2 separate regions of the Sus scrofa genome follow, and region 1 is linked to region 2. A link is a contact called in public Hi-C data. All regions are on one chromosome and are shown on one strand. The core of a region is the stretch at or near the end of the contact, and the rest is flanking DNA. Distances in the headings are between cores, read along the strand shown. Region 1 has its middle 8.7 kb from the start of C2H19orf66. Region 2 overlaps COL5A3 (collagen type V alpha 3 chain).

Region 1 (4,665 bases), core at 1,546-4,045, 72 kb after region 2:
AGAGCTTGAGAACTCCTAGTTCAGCTCTTCCTCCTTTCCCCACCCAACCCTGTGTCACATGTACCACTTCCTTCTGGAATACTGCCCACATGTTCTCTCCTCCCCTACCCTGGACATCTGTATGGAACATTATGATTGCTTATTGTTTATTGGCACCCCTGGAGTGGGGCATCCTGGAGGGCAGAGTGGTAACTCCTGGGTCTCATCTCTCACTTAATCCTACAATACGCACGAGTGCTGTGATCCCATTTTGCAGATGAGCAAACAAAGGGCTTCAGTAAGTTTCAGCCTTGGGCAGGGAGACATCTTGGACTCTGGTTTGAACCTACATCTTTTTATTTCGACCACCCCGTGGATATGGAGTTCCTGGGCCAGGGATCAGATCTGAGCTGTAGTTGCGACCTAAACCCCTGCAACAAGGCCTGGTCCTTAACCCACTGTGCAGGGCTGGGATCAAACCTGCGTCCCAGAGCTCCCAAGAGATGCTGCCTATTCAGTTGCGCCACAGCAGGAACTGAACCTGCATCTTGTAAAAGAGTCAAAACAAACACTTACTGAACCCCTATGTCGGGAAGGCTCTGACAAAAACACTTCTTATACATTAATGGCTTTCTTCTCCCAGCAACTCTAGGAGGCGAGGACTGTTTCCTTCCCATTTCTTAAGTGAAAAAACAAAGACACGGTGGAGTTCCTGTTCTGGCGCAGTGGTTAACGAATCTGACTAGGAACCATGAGGTTGCGAGTTCAATCCCTGGCCTTACTCAGTGGGTTAAGGATCCGGCATTGCTGTGAGCTGTGGTGTAGGTTGCAGACACAGCTCAGATCCCGCGTTGCTGTGGCTCTGGCATAGGCTGGTGGCTATAGCTCCGATTAGACCCCTAACCTGGGTACCTCCATATGCCACAGGAGCGGCCCTAGAAAAGGCAAAAAAAAAGAGACAAAAAAAAAAAAAAAAAAGAAAAAAAAAAAGGCACGGAGAGTGTGTATATCTTCCCGGAGTACCCAGTAACAAAATAACTTCCGCTTTTGATCTGGAACTCTGTTTATTTAGAAATCTGGACTTACTTTTTTTTTTTTTTTTTTTTTTCTTTTTTGGCCACCTCACATCATATGGAGTTTCCGGGCCAGGGATCAGAACTGAATTGCGACCTATGCCCCAACTGTGGCAACGCTGGATCTTTAACCCACTGTGCTGGGCCAGGGATCAAACCTGCATCCCAGTGCTCCCAGGACAGTGCCAATCCCATTGAGCCGCAGCGGGAACTCCTAGGGTGACACTCGGTTTACTCCACACAGTGCTCCCGTCTTTTGGGGTCCAGCTGAAACCAAACAAGACTTTCTTCTACCTCAATGACTGTGCTCTGGGTGTGAACATCCAAGCTCAGTGAGTTCTTTTATCCCCCAGTCCAGCCAGAGGACCAGGGATGCCAAGAAATGGAATGGGTAGAGAGAAGTGAGCCACTTCTGTGGTAGCACCAGATTCTTTAACCCACTATGCCAGGCTAAGAATCAAACCTGTGTCCTGGCCCTGCAAAGGCATCAATCATCCTGGTGTGCCACAGTGGGAACTCCTAGACATGTTTTTTTGTTCGTTTTTTGGGTTTTTGTTTTTTATTTTTTAGGTCTGCACCCACAGCATATGGAAGTTCCCAGGCTAGGGGTTGAATCAGAACTGCAGCCACTGGCCTACGCCACAGCCACAGCAACATGGGGTCTGAGCTGCATCTGCAACCTACACCACAGCTCAGGGCAACTCGGATGCCCAACCCACTTAGTGAGGCCAGGGATCAAACCCAAAACCTCATGGATACTAGTGGGATTCATTTCCACTGCGCCACAGTGGAAACTCCCTACCCTTGATTTTAAGTCACTTTTTTCCTTTAGTTATCACTATTATGAAGTCAGATAGAAAAACAAGTAGCTTGGAGTTCCTGTTGTGGCACAGCGGAAACATATCTGACTAGGAACCATCAGGTTGCGGGTTCGATCCCTGACCTTGCTCAGTGGGTTAAGGATCCAGCATTGCTGTGAGCTGTGGTGTAGGTCACAAACATGACTCAGATCTGGCGTTGCTGTGGCTGTGGCTGTGGCCAGCAGCTGTAGCTCTGGGAACCTCCACATGCCGCATGTGCAGCCCTTAAAAAAAAAAAAAAAAAAAAAAAAAAAAACAAAGAAAAAGAAGTAGCTCAAAGGAAAAAGACCTGGAAGAATATGCATCAAATGTAATGGGGCTTATTCTGGGGACAGGGTAATGAGGAGTTACCAACCCTTCTTGTATTGTTGTTGTTATCATTATTATCATTACTATTATCATTATCACTATTAATGATACATGAAGACATTCTAGCAAAAAGATTCCCCAGATTATAGAGATATAGGAAAGAAAATGCATTACCCCATCCAAAGCCTCCCCATCCAGGAAGCAGAACTGTCCATGGCTTGTTGGCACACCCTGTGCCCTCTTTCCTGTGTGTTTCTGGACACCGATGGCCACAGGCAAAGCTTTAACTTAAGGTTTTATTTTGCTGTGTATATAAAGACTTCCTCTTTCTAAATAAAATCTTTCTTAATATTTTTTAGAACCAGCACACTTCACTTTGGCAACCAGAAAAAAAAAAGAAAAAAGGCAGTGTCCTGGGGTGGGTTTTTTGGGGCACAGGGGCTGGGGGGTGTTCTACAAATTTGAAATTTCAAAATGTGAGATATAAAGAGCTGAAGTCACCTGAACACCCCCACTCCCAGAGCTAAGATTACCACATGCACTTTCCTGAGAGCTTTCTGGAAGGTGGGATCAATGATTAACTGTGGATGTGTCTGCTGCCAGGAGCAGACAGGGAGCCACCAGGCTCAGGGCTGGAGCAGAGGACTGTTTTCCCCACATTTCATGCCAGGGGAAAAGCAACATAAACCAAGGTGGTGTGGTAATAAAAATAGCTACGCGTTCCTGGGAGGGTTACTGTGTTTTGTATCCTTGAATCAGCACAATCCCATAAGAATATAATGGAAGCTGCATCTGTAATTTTAAATTTTCTAGTCATCACATTTAAAAAAACAAAATGAGGGAGTTCCTGTTGTGGCTCATTGGTTAATGAACCCAACTAGTACCCATGGGGACGCAGGTTCAATCCCTAGCCCCGCTCAGTGGGTTATGGATCTGGCATTGCCATAAGCTGTGGTGTAGGTCACAGACGCCACTCAGATGTGGCTTTGCTGTGTTTGCGGTATAGGCTGGCAGCTGCTGCTCCGATTTGACCCCTTGGGGGGAAACTTCCATATGCTGCGAGTGTGGCCCTAAAAAGAAAGAAAGAAATAAAAAATAAAAAGGCAAAATGAAACCAGTGAAATTGAAGATAATTTTATTTAGCCCAGTGCATCTGAAATAGTATCACTTCAACCTGTAATTAGAACAAAAAGTCAATGGTGTGTTATTTAACATAAATCTTTGAAATCCAGTGTGCATTTGATCCTGACAGCACCTCTGGATTAGGACCTGCCATGTTTCAAGGGCTCAAAGGCTACATGTGGCCAGAGGTTAACCTTTCAGACCGCACAGGTCTACACGGTTTATCTAGTGTTTTAATATTTTTTCATTAAAGTATAGTTGATTTACAATGTTGTGCCAGTTTCTGCTGTAGAACAAAGTGACCCAGTCATACACACACACACATATATATATATACATATATACACATTCTCTTTCTCATACTATCTTCCATCATGGTCTATCCTAAGAGACTGGATATAATTCCCCATGCTGTACAATAGGACCTCATCGCTTATCCATTCTCAATATAATAGTTTGCATCTACCAATCCCAAACTCTCCATCCATCTCACTCCCTCCCCACTCCCCCTTGGCAACCACAAGTCCATTCTCTACGTTTGTGGGTCTCTTTGGGTATAGATATGTTTACCTATCTTTGTACATAAATACATTTATGTTACTCTTTGTACATAGGTTTTAGTTTATCTACATTAACTCACAGAACCTTCACACCTTTATTCTAACTTCAGAAATGGGGAAACTGAGGAGTTCCCGTCGCGGCGCAGTGGTTAACGAATCTGACTAGGAACCATGAGGTTTCAGGTTCGATCCCTGCCCTTGCTCAGTGGGTTAAGGATCCAGCGTTGCCATGAGCTGTGGTGTAGGTCACAGATGTGGCTCGGATCCCACGTTGCTGTGGCTCTGGCGTAGGCAAGTGGCTATAGCTCCGATTCGACCCCTAGCCTCCATATGCCACGGGAGCAGCCCTAGAAAAGGCAAAAAGAAAAAAAAAAGAAAAAGAAAAAAAAAAAAAAAAGAAATGGGGAAACTGAAACCCAGAAAGATGATGAGATTGCTCAAAGAACTAGCAATGGACCCAAACTCAGACTGTCTGGTACCAAAGTTTGCCTCCTTGACCTCTATATTTCTCCTCAATTCCAGCTTGAAAGAGCATAGAGGTCCTAACTTTGCCAGTTATAAGCCAGGTGCCCATGTGATTTTCCCAGGCTAGGGGTCTCATCGGAACTGTAGCTGCCAGCCTACATCACAGCCACAGCAATGTGGGATCCAAGCTGCATCTGCAACCTTCACCACAGCTCACTGCAAAGCCAGATCCTTAACCCACTGAACGAGGCCAGGGATCAAACCCGCAACCTCATGGATCCTACTCAGATTCATTAA
Region 2 (4,670 bases), core at 693-3,192:
CACCTCTCTGTTGATGAGTTTCAAGTTTTTATCTCCAATCGAGAGATAGAGATGGACTCCAGAATTTTCTGACCAGTCACCCACGTTGACAACCAGACAGGGGTTGCCAATTTAGCGTATCCAAAATGAGACCCTTGACTCACTCCACTTGCTTCTCCTTATTCAATGGTGCCACCGTGCATCAACCCAGCCATCCTTACATCCTTTTCCACCACCAGCAACAAGAGAAAAATGGGGCATGGCCCAAATCTGTCCACTTTTCTCTGTCCCCACAGTCACCACCACCACCATCACCCTCATCCAGGTCATCACTCTCTTCTGCATAGACTGCTAGTTTCCCTGCCGCCCCTCTGGCTCCCCCTACAGTCCATATTGTTGTTCAGCAGCCAGAAAGAGCTTTTAAACCTCCCAAGTAAGATGGTGTTCCCTATCAAGTGGTTTTTCAACATGCTTAGATGAAAAGCCAAATGAGTCACCCTACCCACAGAGCCATTCATTAACACAATGCCTGTCACATTAGCACTATATCGGTAGATAAATATTTGTCAGCTACACTGGGATGGTGGGAAGGCATTTTAGGCGAGATAAAAAGAAAGCAAAAAAGGAGTTTTCAATGTGGTGCCACAGGATCAGTGGCATCTTGGGAGCACTGGGATATAGGATTTATCCCTGGCCCTGAGCAGTGGGTTAAGGATCCGGCCATTGCCACAGCTGTAGCTTGGATCTGATCCCTGGCCTGGGAGCTCCATATGTGTCCAGGTGGCAAAGAAAGAAAGAAAGAAAGAAAGAAAGAAAGAAAGAAAGAAAGAAAGAAAGAAAGAAAGAAAGAAAGAAAGAAAGAAAGAAAGAAAGAAAGAAAGAAGGAAGGAAGGAAGGAAGGAAGGAAGGAAGGAAGGAAGGAAGGAAGGAAGGAAGGAAGGAAGATGGCCATGCCTGGCCCTAGGCAGGAGTCCCTTCCCCTACACTTAACCCAGCCACGTAGACTCACAGAAAAGATCTGAAACTGAGTGCTCCATGACTGTTCTGCTGCCCGGAAGCTGGGGCCCATGGTGGATTCACCTTCTTCTTCATCTTCATTGTCTAACTCGGTTGCCAGGGTCCCCAGTTCAATTCCATTGTCTGGGTCCAGGCCCTCCTGAGGACATTGGAACAGACCAAAGTTTGCCCTGATTGCCTCATTGCCACCACCACTGCCCCAAGACCCTCCCTTCCAGCCACATCCACTTCCCACCAACCTCTAGGATGGTGACGTTGCTGCCAATGGCTACAGTAGTGGTGATGACCAAAGAGGTGGGAGTTGGAGGCAGAGTTGGGGCTCGTGTCTCTGTCTTGGGGATGTCAGTGGAGGTCTGGAGGAAGGACAGAGAGAGTATCAGGTCTGGGGTCAGAACAATCAAGATGAAAGGGAAGCAGAGTTCCTGTTGTGGCTCAGCAGGTTAAGAACCTGACTGGTCTCCATGAGGTTGTTGATTTGATCCTGGGCCCGACTCAGTGGGTTAAAGATCCAGCATTGCCACAAGCTGTGGTGTGGGTTGTAGATGTGGCCCAGATCTGGTGTGGCTATAGCTGTGGCATAGGCCAGTGGCTATGGCTTTAATTTTACCCCTAGCCTGGGAACTTCCATATGCCACAGGCAAGGCCCTAAAAAGAAAAAAAGAAGTAAATAAAAATAGCTCTGATTAAAAAGAGAGAGCAACAAAAGGGAAGCAAAGGAGGAGACAGGCTCTGCCTCCGAGAGCACCCAGGCTAGGGAGGGGACAGAGGATTCTGCAAAAAACATCTGAGAGGTATAGAGCAGGAGACTGGTGGAAGCCAAGATGTGCTGGCTAGATGAGAACAGCCAGCAGGGGGCACCCTTGTGTGTGGAGAAGGGTCAAGGCTGGGCAGGTCTGTGAGGCCTGGAAGGCAGAGCAGGCCTGGCTCCAAAGGCCAGTGGTCAGGGTCAATGTCCAGCACTTAGGGCCAGACTCCCGGAAGCCTATCCCATATGTCCATTCCCAAGGCAGAGTTCAGTGGTCAGCCAGCCAGGCCACAGTCAGAGAGGCAGTGGGAGCTCCTCCTGGCCTGGACAGCTGCGGAGGAACTGGGTCAAGGGTGCAAAGCAGATGGTGGGGTCTGGGGCTAAGGAAGGGGCTGAAGGAAAGTAATGAAAGTGTCCATGTTCTAAACTGAACTGATAATCCCTTTCTCCCCAATAATGTTGAGAGCAGATATCATACAACCAGTGACCTGCAAACCAAGGACCCCAAGCAGTGGATCACACCAGGGACACCTACCCAGTGACCCCAACTAACGATCAACATCAATCGCCCTCCAGTATTCCTACAATTAGTGACTCATTAGCAATCTTCCAATTAATGACCCATGACCAATGATCCTCATTAAGGAACCTAACTAGTAACTCACACACACCCACAAATAACCTACATCATTGGCCTCCCACCAGATATTCCTGTAACCAGTGACCCATCAGTGGTCCCCCAATTAATGACCCCACAATGACATCAATCTCTTATACTTCTATCCAGTGACCTCCCCAACCAATGATTCCCCCCATTAAGTACTAACTAGCTACCCCCAACTAATACAGCCTACCAGTGACCCCTAACCAAAGGGTCCTCCTAACCAGTGATCCTTCAACAGCGAATACCCACAAGTGTGCTCAGTGAGTGCCCCCCAACCAATGACCCCCAGACAGTAATTCCACTCACCAATGACCCACCAACAACTCCCCCCCCCCGCAAAAAAAAAAAACAACTTCTCCACTAATTACCCTGTAGGGCTCACAAACTATCTCATCCATGACCCCCTAAAAGTCACTCCCTCAACTAGTGACTGTGCTTGGTGATTATTATTGCCTATTATTAGTGCCTTCTAATCAAGTCCCCCACTAATGACTTCCACAACTAGTGATCCTCGGCAATCCCACCCCCATTAAGCCTAAACTAGTGACACCAATAACACCAACATGGTCTCCCGTTAAGAATCACCCAAACATCAATATCCCACCTACAGTGACTCTCCCAACTAGCAATCTCTATCAAGAAAGCCAAATGAATAACCCTCACCCATGACCCCAACCAGTCAACCCCAAACAATGATACACTAACCCATACGATGGGTTAGTCACCCAGCTAATGAATGCCCTCAAACAGTGGCCTTCATCAGGGACCCCCTAATAATAAGGTATTCATCTGGGTGTGCCCCTTCCCACCAGTTGGGATCACAGAACTCGAGGTTGGGGGGAGAATATGAGAGAGCTCCTTAGATAGGAACAGGCCCCCTTCCCCAGCAGTGATTCAGGGATTGGAAACTAGAGGCACCAGAGATCAGAGATCAGAAGCAGGGCAGTCAAAGAGCAGAAGCAAGAGGTCACAGACCTCTTACCTGGTTCTCCAGGGAGACAGGAGGTGGACTCAGTGCCAAAGTTTCCTTGTTCTTCTTCTTCCTGCCCTTCCCCTTACGACCTCGCCCTTTTTTCTTCCCTTTTCCCTTCCCCTTCCGCCGGGGGGGAGGGGACTCCGGCTCCCCCTGGGGTACCTGGAAATAGGACTCCTATCAGGTCCAGAGTCCATGAGTGGAGGCCCCATCACTCAGATCACCTGGGGTCATGCCAGCACATGGTCCACTGGTCCTATGTTTTAAAGTCAGGGCTCACTCAGCCCTGTGACCTGAGGTCAAGCTCACTCATGCCTAGGAAGAGTTTAAGGGCCAGGGGCCACTCAGCCCTGTGGACAGGGCTCAGAATTCACCCATTTCTGAGACCTGGAGCCAGGGAGGACTCTGCCAGGGACCTCAGGACAAGCCCTTCACTCACCCCTGTGGGTTTAGGATCCAGGTCATTACAGCCAGGAAGATACTGCTCACAAGCCTGGAAGGCTGCCTGAGGATCTGTGCTTATCAGCAGCTCCTGAATATCCCCCTAGGGAGAGAGCAGGGGTCAGGGAAGGGGTCCACAGGCTGACTCCAACCCCCATTCCAAGCATCAAGGTCTGATATTTTTCCACCCAAAGCACCCTAAGCATCAGGAGGGTCTAGCCCCATCACAGCCCCAGAAATCCACCTGCCCTTGAAAACTAAGAAGATTCAGTTGGGATCACATCAAACCATAACAACAAGCCACATCCCACAATAGCTGTCCCATCAGAGGCACATTTGTTCCTCGCTCTCAGGCACAGGGTGACACCTACCATATGCCAGGTGCCCTTCAGGGGACTGGGGAGAAGAAGGGGAACAAGACGATAAGGCCCCTGGACTGCTATGACACACACAACCATCACCACATTGAAAACACATCTGTCACAGAACCACACAACATTGTGCCTTGCAGGCATCACACACAGGTCACAAGACCCAGCGCAGTCCCACATCAGAACCTCATCCTTCCACCACAAGCCAAGTGTGCACAATCACATACTACGGATTCGTGGATTTACCATCTCACAGTCACACCCCACAATGGCGCACAGTGATGTGTGCATGGCCCTCCCTTCGCTCACTTCCTGATGTGAGGTTGGAAGCATCAGATTGAGGTGCCAACCAATCTCTTCTCCATATTCAGGCTGTGGACAAATCTCACTCCCGCCCTCTGCCTCAGTTTCCCTGAATGCTGAAGTGCTACCTCAAAAGTCTCCTCCTCGAGGTCCTGGGTCCCCAGGACAGTGAGTCCA

Evidence for each region. A called contact is a pair of places that touch in the nucleus more often than the background predicts.
Region 1: a Hi-C map of liver shows a contact between it and region 2, with 2.1 times the contacts expected there. The contact joins two enhancer-like sites. A contact is called at or near these places in 1 of 5 promoter capture datasets (liver) and 5 of 47 Hi-C or Micro-C datasets (embryonic fibroblasts, epiblast stem cells, liver and 1 more).

Annotation. Positions count from the first base shown.
Region 1 is chr2:68,931,251-68,935,915 of Sscrofa11.1, forward strand. No RefSeq gene overlaps it. Among named protein-coding and RNA genes, the nearest start is that of C2H19orf66, 8.7 kb to the right of the region's middle. Within about 2 kb of position 2,796, at least 4 of the 83 cell types and tissues checked have an H3K27ac peak or open chromatin away from gene starts, as enhancers often do. A contact at or near this core is called in liver, where this site is marked.
Region 2 is chr2:68,860,544-68,865,213 of Sscrofa11.1, forward strand. COL5A3 (collagen type V alpha 3 chain) reads right to left here. Exons shown (of 67, transcript NM_001105288.1): 4 at 4,622-4,670; 5 at 3,818-3,922; 6 at 3,388-3,540; 7 at 1,236-1,349; 8 at 989-1,135. Among named protein-coding and RNA genes, the nearest start is that of COL5A3, 6.9 kb to the right of the region's middle. Within about 2 kb of position 1,943, at least 7 of the 83 cell types and tissues checked have an H3K27ac peak or open chromatin away from gene starts, as enhancers often do. A contact at or near this core is called in liver, where this site is marked.